2 separate regions of the Cricetulus griseus genome follow, and region 1 is linked to region 2. Evidence: chromatin contacts called from public Hi-C data. All regions are on one chromosome and are shown on one strand. The core of a region is the stretch at or near the end of the contact, and the rest is flanking DNA. Distances in the headings are between cores, read along the strand shown. Region 1 has its middle 22 kb from the start of Slc36a4. Region 2 holds the start of Smco4 (single-pass membrane and coiled-coil domain-containing protein 4).

Region 1 (5,195 bases), core at 228-2,727, 180 kb before region 2:
ACTCTAGACAAGAAAAATGCAGAGCTAGGCCAGTTATACGTGTCTACATATATTAGTTTCCGTTTCTTTGAAATGATTATTTCAATCTGTCACTTGTCACTCTAGGCTACTATTAAAGTCTTCCTCTTTCATTTATTCTATGTGTATGAGTATTTGCCTGAATATATGTATGCATACAACGTGTGTGTGTGGTACCCTCAGAAGTCTAAAGAAGGCTTTGGATCCGCTGGAGCTGGAGATACAGCTGGTTGTGAGCTGACACATGGGTGCTGAGAACTGAACCCGGGTCCTCTGCAAGACCAAGTCCTTTAACAGTTGAGCCTTCAATCTAGCCCCCAAAAAGTCCTTTCCTAATCCCTCATTCTAGAAAATATACCTCCTTAATTTTCACAACAGGAAGCTCCCTTTCTGGAAATCTAAACTTACTTGATGGATCCTCAAATCCACAAAAAGTACTTTGTAAGTTACTACACCCACGTTACTTCCAACACAGTATTCCTGTGCCTCCCTTTGCTTTTATGCTGGAGTGTGCACCCTTGCAGATACATGGAGTTTAGGGGTAGTGTGTGACATGTATACAGATCTGGCATGCACCACAGGACATGCCTTGATTTCAACAGTCCCAACAGATAGGTCTGGCTATTGATATTTATTTTGTAGATGACAAACAGAAAGTTCAGAGAGGTAAGCCACCATTGGGGTCAAGTATCAGAAGTCAGAATGACTGGATTACAGTCCAAGTTTTCTAGGTGCTGGCTCCCTGGGGGGCCCAGCAGTGGACAGGGCTGACCAAAAGACCTGTGAGGAGGGGCTCAGTGAAAGAGCTCCTCATTTTCTCCTGGGAGTGATAACCAGGATGTACCAGAATGCAAAGTCCCTGAAGGGGAGAGGACACTGAAGAGGGAGTATTAGCCTCCGCTTAAGGCTGCTGAGCCTTCCTGTGATCAGTGGGAGGAATGGGCCAGTGGGAGTCCAAGAGAAGTCAGCCAGGGGAGAAATGCAACGTGACACCTTTGTATGTCCGCTTTTCTAACCTGTAGTGTGTGTGCACATCCACCAGGAGACTCTCTGTCCTTGCCTTGTAATGAGGCTGGGAGAGCCTGAGGAAGGGCCCCTGGGTGGTGGGCGGGCCTTGGTTTTCCACAGAGTCATTTCTGTCTTCAGCAGGAAGCCACGATTCCAAGCAGTTATGGGTCACAAGGGTCCTAATCCTGACAGTAGCCAGACTGTCCTCATGGTGGCAGTGCAGCCTTAACTAACAGGCCTGCAAGCAGCTGAAAGTGGCCCTGCTGAAGTAAATCCCAGGCCAGACTGGGCCTGCTGCTGGTGAACTCTGGTGTTTCTGCAGGACTCTTCTCCCTCTTCAGTCAGTTACTCATCTGTTTCTGTGCCATTTTAAAACCCACGTACAGGGGGATGCGAAGACTTATCTTTGCTTTTAATAATCTACATTCTGCCCCAACACCGGGGATCTAAATGCTGAGTGAGAGATGTGTCACTGTGGTTGGTGCTGGCCACAGCAGTGGTGGGGGTGAGGGACATGTCAGACAGGATGAAGTCCTTCACATCACATCTTAAACATGTTTTCAATCTGAAATGCCAGCTCTGGCCCCAGGCTGTGTGGCCCTGTTCTGGGACTCCTCAGATCCCTGTATTTCTCTGTTGTGTTGTTGTGTTGTTATTCCTTTATTGGCTTTTTTTTTTTTTTTTTTTTTTTTTTTTTTTTTTTTTTTTTGGTTTTGGAGTCTATCCTGGCACTCGCTCTGGAGACCAGGCTGACCTCGAACTCACAGAGATCTGCCTGCCTCTGCCTCCCGAGTGCTGGGATTAAAGGTGCGCGCCACCAACACCCGGACCCTTTATTGGCTTTTTTCTTTCCTGTTGCATGTAACAAGCTACTCAAGCAGCAGGTGCTTCTGTCCAGTCCCTCATCACATCCCCAGCATCCATCGTTAAAGTCTGGCTTACCACAGGAGATTGGTGAATGCTGCAGAATGAGGGAGAATGGGGGTTTGCATGACGTCTCCACACAAACACAAAACAGATTATGTCCGCATTTTTCTAAACCAAAGAAAAACCTCTGTTTCCCAAGATTAGTTGTTATCATCTACCCTCAGCTCTAAATCTCCTTTCATTCTTAGGGGCCATGCCACGACAGTAGGCACATCTGGGCGAGTGGTAAGGAGAGGCCCACAGCCCTTCCCCCTTCCCACTGTCTCCTGTACACCGGGCTGGACTCTGGTCTTTTGACTGCCAGACTATAGCAGCACCTGTCACCAGCATCCCATCTCACACCTGCCCACTTACTGCACTGCTCACAAGGAGCACCTCAGTGCTAAGTGAGGCCAAACACACAAGTACCCTGCCCTCCTACAAGTGGGTCCCTCCTGGCTTAGTAGATCTCAGCACCCAAGCACCTCTGTGGTGCTTGTATGGGAAAGGGGGGGGGATATTTCCTAATGAACACTGATTGATTAGCAGCTTCAGAGAAAAAAGCTTCAATTAAGTCTCACAAGCTCTTCCTCTCACTTAATAAATGGATATGTGTCTTTTCAGAGCAAGTTTTCCAAGGTATCTGATTGTTTCTGTCTTCAGGAAACTAAACTGAAAGTCAATATGAATCTGTTATTTAGAAACCCAGAACTTATTTTGAGTCTCAGAAAATGGTCATATACCACATAATGACATTTTAATCCACAGCAACCAATGGATTGTGTTCCCTAGCCATTATAATGGAGCTGTCCTTGGGATTTTCATTCTACTTTCTATAAGCTGTCTGCTGGAGTGCAGTAGGTGCCACCTCAGAGACCAGGGGTGCAGTGAGCACCATCTCAGAGACCAGGGGTGCAATGGACTTTACCTCAGAGATCAGTGGGCAGTGAACTTCACCTCAGAGACCAGGGGTGCAGTGGACTTTACCTCAGAGGCCAGGGGTACAGTAGACTTTATCTCATTTTATTAGGGGTGCAGCGGACTTTACTTTAGAGACCAGAGGTTCAGTGGACTTTACCTTAGAGACCAGGGGTGCAGTGGACTTTACCTCATTTTACCCCAGGGTGCAGTAAGATCCACATCAAGAACCAGGAAGTGGACTCTACCACAGAGACCAGATGTGTCATGTCAGGGGCTCTCTCATATAAGTGCCCTTCATGATGCTACCACAACTAAAATGTAGACAATTTGCATCTTACAGTGGATCTCAAAGGCTGTGCTCACATCCTGTGAGACTTAATGGAGGGCTTGTCTTTGAGGTCTCCTTGGGAATGGGAGGACTATACAAATGTAGAGGATAGTTATCACCAACTGGTGAATTCTGTATTTCTCGGCCAGAGAGATGACATGACAAATAACTTATGAGGGTTATTTCTATTCTCTCATGATAGCCTTTTAGCTAAAAAAGTCATCTTGTAGCTCTCTGTTAGTCTACAAAGTATTGCTGTCTTTAAGAGGCAACCATGCAGCAGTTACCACATCTTTCTCTTTCATCCTTGCCTCAAATTCAATTCTGAGGTTTTAAAGTGTTTGACCTGAAGCCAGTCATTAAGGCAGTAGACAAAGAGGCATCATCGTCTCTTCATTCTCAAATTCCATGATTTATGATGGAATTTAAGTATGATAAGAGCAAATGTCTGCTTCTGCCTCTTTTTAGTCTCTCATTTGGATACCATTTATTTGGCACCTACTCTATACATGTGTCAGTCTCAATATTTCTTATGTTAATAATTGACCACCAGAAAAATGAAAGTACTGTTGTGGTAACACCTGGTATTTGATACTTTCAACACAGACCTCTCCCACTCTCTCCACAGAACACCCCCAACACCCTAAATTCATTTTTCAGAGACCCAATCACAGGCTGTGGAGATGGCTCAGTAGCCACAGCAAGCACTGGGACTGAGCTGCAGATTCCTAGAATCAATGTAAAACTGGGCTTAGCTGTAGTCCCCGTGCTTGGGGAGTAGAGACAGGTAGACTCTAAGAATGTAAAGAGGCTGTGCCAGACAGTGGTGGCACATGCACCTCCGGCACTCAGGAGGCAGAGGCAGGCAGAGCTCTGTGAGTTTGAGGCCAACCTGGTCTATAAAGTGAGTTCCAGGACAGCCAGAACTACACAGAAAATCCCTGTCTCGAAAAAAGAAACAAGAAGAGTGGGGAGGGGGGAGGGGAGAAACTTGTGGTGTCCAGGAATCCACTGGTCAGCCAGCCCAGGTGAATCAGTGAGCTTTGGGCTCAGAGAAAGACCCTGTCTCAAGAAATAAGATGGGGAGCCATAGAAGAAGACATCCCAATGCCAACCCCTGGTACACACATGTGTACACACACACACACACACACACACACACACACACACACACACACACACAGAGAGAGAGAGAGAGAGAGAGAGAGAGAGAGAGAGAGATTGAGCCCCAATCATTCGCTAATTCCCCCTTTCTTTGTTTCTCTGTTTTCTCTCCGTTTCCTTGAATGCCTTAGGGAGAATGTGTCTCCACCTCTGTGTCAAGTTCTCAGCTCCTCCACGGCCTGTTTGCTTGATAGGCTTAGAGGAAAAGGTTCTGGAAATCTGAGATAAAACAGTGAGAAACAGCACTGAGATAAAGGCAATAGAATGAAATCTCAGCGTGAGACGGAATAGAAATGTTGATCTCATGAACAGCCTGCTCTGCTGTAGCAGGAGAAACAGCCAGGTGTGAATGCGTAAGGTGGATGCAAGCATTGAGGCTTCATCACTGCCACTCAGACTCTGAACATGCCAAGGAACAGTTTCATTTTAATAATGAAACTGTTGGCAACACAGGAGGCTTTTGTTCTGTGCCCAGCATGCTTTGCTTCCTGTGTATTAAGACTTATCTCTTTTACCTGCTGCTTCTCCAGAAATCTGCCTGGATTTGGTTCCCTGTTTTTCTATCCTATTCCCCATCCCCATCCTATGAAAGGTGCCATGGAAGGGGTGACAGGGATAGCTACTCAGGGGACAAACCCTCCCAACCCTTGTGTGACCCCCGGAAATTCTAAAATCTACACTACTTTTATTTCATTTTGAATTTTCCTGTAAATGGGACCACAAGCTGTGGATTTTTCATGTGGATACAACATTTCTAGGTTAATGATTGATATGGGAGGGCCCAGCCAACTGCAGGAGGTCCTATTGGGGGAGGTAGTACTGGGATGTATACAAAGGCAGACTGAGCAAA
Region 2 (4,691 bases), core at 1,482-3,981:
CTTGCCCATGCCTTCTCATATATTCAACCACTTTCAGGGCCCCCAGAAGCTCCCAAATTCAGTTATCTTTTCCTTGACCAAAAAAAGAACACAAATCCAGAAACTAAGCAAACCACCTCCATCTCCCAACACAGGACCAACCCTTTCTGGCTTCTGATTTTGTTCAGTTCCTTCTTGAACCCATGCATAGCCCAAGGCCCTGGGATGTGCTCTGTGTGTGCTGGGACTGGTGTGGGAGGCAGGAGCTGGAGGAATTATTCATAAGGACAAAAATGTACTTTAAAAAGCCTTTCTCCCCTGAGGACAATTCCTACTGGAAGACTTAATCAATCCCATTATCTGGAGTGCCTGAGCGAGGAGAGAGGAGGGGCCAGCCTTCCCTACAGGTGAGGGAAGGCAGCATGGCTCCTTTCACACCAGCAGATCTCAGGCCAGAGGTGAGGCCAAGGGCTCAGTCAGGACTTATACTATACTCCCAAGATCCACTTCACAGGCGGCTCCCAGTGTCCTCCAGTGCTCATGGTCCAACATCCTGAGTAAGACAGCATGTTGATTTTCAGGTGTGTGATATCACTTAGAGATGGCAACCTTTTATACCTATAATTGCTTTCCCATCACTACCAAAGGCTTTGCTTTCTCACCCGTGAACCAAGCCTAAAAAGCATCAGGGGCCAAATGGTAACTATGCTGAAAACATGATTTTTGTTAATTTAGCGTCTCTGTTAAAGTCATATTCACACATGCACACACTGCTCATATCTTAAGGGCTGGGTGGAATTAGTCAAGCCCTTATGTGTTTAAGATACCATTTTACACTATCTTAATAGTTACTGCCACTCCCAAGAAACTAGCCAAACATGTGGATTTGGAAGCTGGGAGTGCAAGTGGACAGGAGAACATTAATAAGCTGGTTAGTCCTGGTTACCGGGATTCTGTGACTGCCCTCAGCACCCAAAAATTGTTTTCCCCAAGTTCAGGAGAGGGGTTGCCCTAGGTTTGACTGGGAAATGAAATGGTGTAGACACAGCATACACTGCTACTGGAAGCTATTTTTAACAGCTGCACCCAGGCATACCGCATGCCTATTTATTTACTACTTTCACTTGAAAGAAATCAGCTTAGTTCAGAAACACCACATGCAATAGGACATCAGCCCCACCACTTCTAAGCTGGAATAGAAGATACAGCAGGGTTGCAGTTGCTCAAGGCTCAGTCAAACAGGATAATGAGATCCGGACATGTCCTTGAGGGAGGGCTCCATCAAGCCAACTGAGCGACCACCCCAGACTTGAAGCTAAGAAAAGAAACCATTCATGCCCATGGGTAATATGTTCAGCATGTTATCAGCTTTAGGAGCAGTTTTACAGCAAAAACAAATGGGCAGCCCAGAGCAGCCACTGCCTGCATGAGCACAGCACTCACAATGTACAACTACTATCAATAATTACTTTTTTGCTTTGTGTGGTCAATCTTTTTAGCTTCTGCTTCCCTTTAACAGTATCCTAATTTCTTCCTGAGAGCAAGTAGAAACAAACATATGTGCACACAGGAACCTGCAAGTCAGACAAGGCTTCAGTGTCCCTCAGAAACCTATTTCTGCCTCTTAGAAATTATCTGGCTTTTTACTCCTATTGCACAGGTAACAACATTGAGGTCCAGAGGGCTCACCCAAGGTCATGTCCTACTGACACACTGAGATTCTCCCAAGGACTCAAGAGGCCCCTGGCCTGGGCCCACAGCTGTGTGCTGCTGCACTGGACTGGGCATAGAGGTGTCTTGAATACTAAGTTTATTTGGGGGTGGGGGTGGGGGTCATCTGGTTCATCAAAGGGCACCACAAAGGTTGTTCTAATAACTCATGGGCATCCGCTGAAACCTTATTTGGGAAGTATCCAACGACCGAAAAGCAGAAGCCATGTCCACACACTATGCCTGGATGTGCTGTGTGGCTTTTTGGGCAGCTGCTGGCCCAGCCCCGGGAATCTCTTAAACGCTAGGGGGCCCAGACTTTCGCAGCATTGAGCAGGGAATGAGAGGGTGGGTGGGTGTGCGTGCTTCATGCGGTCCCATCCCAGTCTCCTCAGAACACCCTACACATACCGTTCACTCCGCGGCCCGCTCAACTTCCCCAAGACAAACGCACCGCAGTGTGAGGTGAATGAGGCACCGGGAGGGGCGGTTCTGGAGCCCGCGACGCAGGAAACCACGCTCAGTTCCTGCCCCACGGGGGCCCCGGACGCCACGAGGGGCCCCCAACTCTGGGCCGGGCCCCCTGGGCCGCAGCGGGGATAGAGGCCAGTTCGTCCCCGCCGCCTTCCTGGGTTCCCCGGCCGCCCGCCGCCACCTGCAAACACGCGCCCCTCTGCGGGCCGCGCGTGTGTCCGCGGGGGGCCTCGGCCGCCCGTGCCGCACTTCCCGCCCGGTCCCCGAGGCCAGCGAGCCGCCCCAACTTTTTCCCGGCCCGGCCTGGAAGGCGCGGCGGGGAGCGCAGAGCCGTCCCGCCCGCCAGCGCGCGCCACCCGCGGCGCCCCGGCCTCCCGCACCGCGCACCGAAGCCCCGCTCGGAGCCGCGCGGTCCCCGCAGCCCCCGCGCCCACCTGCCGCCGCCGCGCACGGCCGGGTACGTGGCAGGGGCCGCCGCTCGCCCGCCTCGCCTCTGCTCGCGCCTCGCGGGCGGCTCCAGGGCGCGGGACCGCGGCGCCAGGCGCCCTCTGCCGCCGGGAAGCCGAATCCTGCGCCCTAACCCTAACGCGGGCCGGGCCACGCGGCACCCTGCACCCCGCGGGCGCCCCGCAGGCCTGAATGCCTGGCCCGCCGCCAGATGCAGACGCACGCGTGGCTGGCTGGCAGGCCCAGCGGAGGCGGCCAAGCCTGACGCACCCTGAGTCTAGGAACCAGTGAAGGGGAGGCGGGGGTCTGTCTTGCAAAAGCGAAGTGCTTTATTGCATGGTCAACTGCCAACAGGCCAGGTACACCCAGACGCACCTCCGCCATTGTTGAGGAAGAAGGGAAGGTTTAGGGGGTTGGGAGTATGTTCTACATGGAGAGTTGAGCTTGTCCTGCCAAGCGGTCTGTGAACAGAGGCGCTGGATTCCTCGCGTGGCCACCCTTGCGGAACTGTGTTCAGGTGGTCCTTGGGTACATTCAAGAAGCTGCACAGTTTTATATCTGGTGCAGGTCAGTGCCTGATGGCGGAAGTTTGTCCTGTGTTTGTGCCTGGGGTTTATGAGGAAGCAAAATAAAAACACAGATCTTCCCCTGCCATCCAAGTAGATTTTCACAAGGGGATGCTCCGATGAGCGTTTGTTTCTTGTAAATTATACATGTGCCCACATGTTCAGCTTATAAACAAAATGGGATTTCTTGCTCCTTATCTCATCAGTATTAAAGCCCCACAAGGCCCTAAGCTAAATGTTACTAAGGACGTGTGGACAAACACACAGTGGTTTAAATCAACCACTTAAAAGTTGAACCATCTCAGGAAAGCTAATCTCCTTTTCCCAAAAAAGAACTTATCTATATCATGAAACCTACTTTCTAGTGTTGTGGTTTGAAGATCCACAGAGATCATGCCTCCCGCTTAGTATAGCCGTGGTGCTTATTTGTTCTATTACTGGTCTATCAAAGGATGGACACACATAGGAATAAGAAAGCTACTTTGGGGTCTAAGGTGATTCAGTGAAGTACCAGCCACCCAAGCATTAGGGTCAAGTTCTGGTCCTTGCACCCCATAAATGCTGGGGATAATGTTCTCTCCTCTCTTTCTGTCTCTCTGTGTGTGTGTGTTCTCTCCTCTCTCTCTCTCTCTCTCTCTCTCTCTCTCTCTCTCTCTCTCTCCCTCCCTCCTCCCTCCCCCCTCCCTCCCTCCTCTCTCTCTCTCTCTCTCTCTCTCTCTCTTTCTCTCTCTCCCCCTAAAAGGCTGAGCTCTTAGGTTCCATGAGAGACCCTTTCACAAAAAGCAAGTCTCAACCATAGAGGAAAGACCACTGGTGTTGACCTTTGACCTCCACATGTACTTGCAGACACACAGGGACACAGGCAGAAAATAAAGGCCATTTTATGGTTAATTTTTATTTACATGTATGTATGTGTTCTCCGAGGAGGCCAGAAGAGGGCACCAGATCATCCCCTGGAGTTTCAGTTACAGGAGGTTCTGAGCCATTTTGAAGGTGCTGGAACTAAAACTTGAGTCCCCTGGAGAACAGCAAGTGCTCTTAACTTTTGTGCTATCTCTTTAGCCCCTAAAAAGACTATATTTTTTTCTTTTGAGAACATCTTTGCATTGTTTTGTTATTGTTGTTTGTTTTGTTTTGTTGGTTTATTTGTTTGTTTGTTTGTTTTTTCTTTTTTTTCCAAAACAGGGTTTCTCTGTGCAGCCTTAGCTGTCCTGGGACTCTCACTGTAGACCAGGCGGGTCACTATCTCTGCCTCCTTGGTGCTGGAATTAAAGGTGTGTCACCACCACTTTAAGGACTTCCTTAAAGCCCAGGGCGGTGGCTCTGTCACCTGACTAGCAAAGACAACCCTGGGAGCAAGGCCACTCTTATGTGGTAACACATTTATTAGTTTATTAAGAGCTGTGGCTCTTGCACAAGATTTCTCCAGAGCTTCCATGACCAGTCCTTTAAGAAGGAATGACAGAAAAACCCTGTCTTGAAAAACAAAAACAAAAAAGAAGGAATGACCAGTCT

The links. Hi-C and Micro-C count contacts between places; a contact is called where the count stands out from the background.
Region 1: a contact with region 2 is called in a Hi-C map of the CHO-K1 cell line, with 9 times the contacts expected there. The contact joins the enhancer-like site here to the promoter of Smco4 in region 2. A contact is called at or near these places in 6 of 8 Hi-C or Micro-C datasets (the CHK-Q cell line, the CHL-YN cell line, the CHO-K1 cell line and 2 more).

What each region holds. Positions count from the first base shown.
Region 1 is chr4:129,156,648-129,161,842 of CriGri-PICRH-1.0, reverse strand. No RefSeq gene overlaps it. Among named protein-coding and RNA genes, the nearest start is that of Slc36a4, 22 kb to the left of the region's middle. Within about 2 kb of position 1,477, at least 1 of the 6 cell types and tissues checked has open chromatin away from gene starts, as enhancers often do. A contact at or near this core is called in the CHO-K1 cell line, where this site is marked.
Region 2 is chr4:128,981,411-128,986,101 of CriGri-PICRH-1.0, reverse strand. Smco4 (single-pass membrane and coiled-coil domain-containing protein 4) reads right to left here and starts at 2,731. Exons shown (of 3, transcript XM_027410873.2): 1 at 2,598-2,731.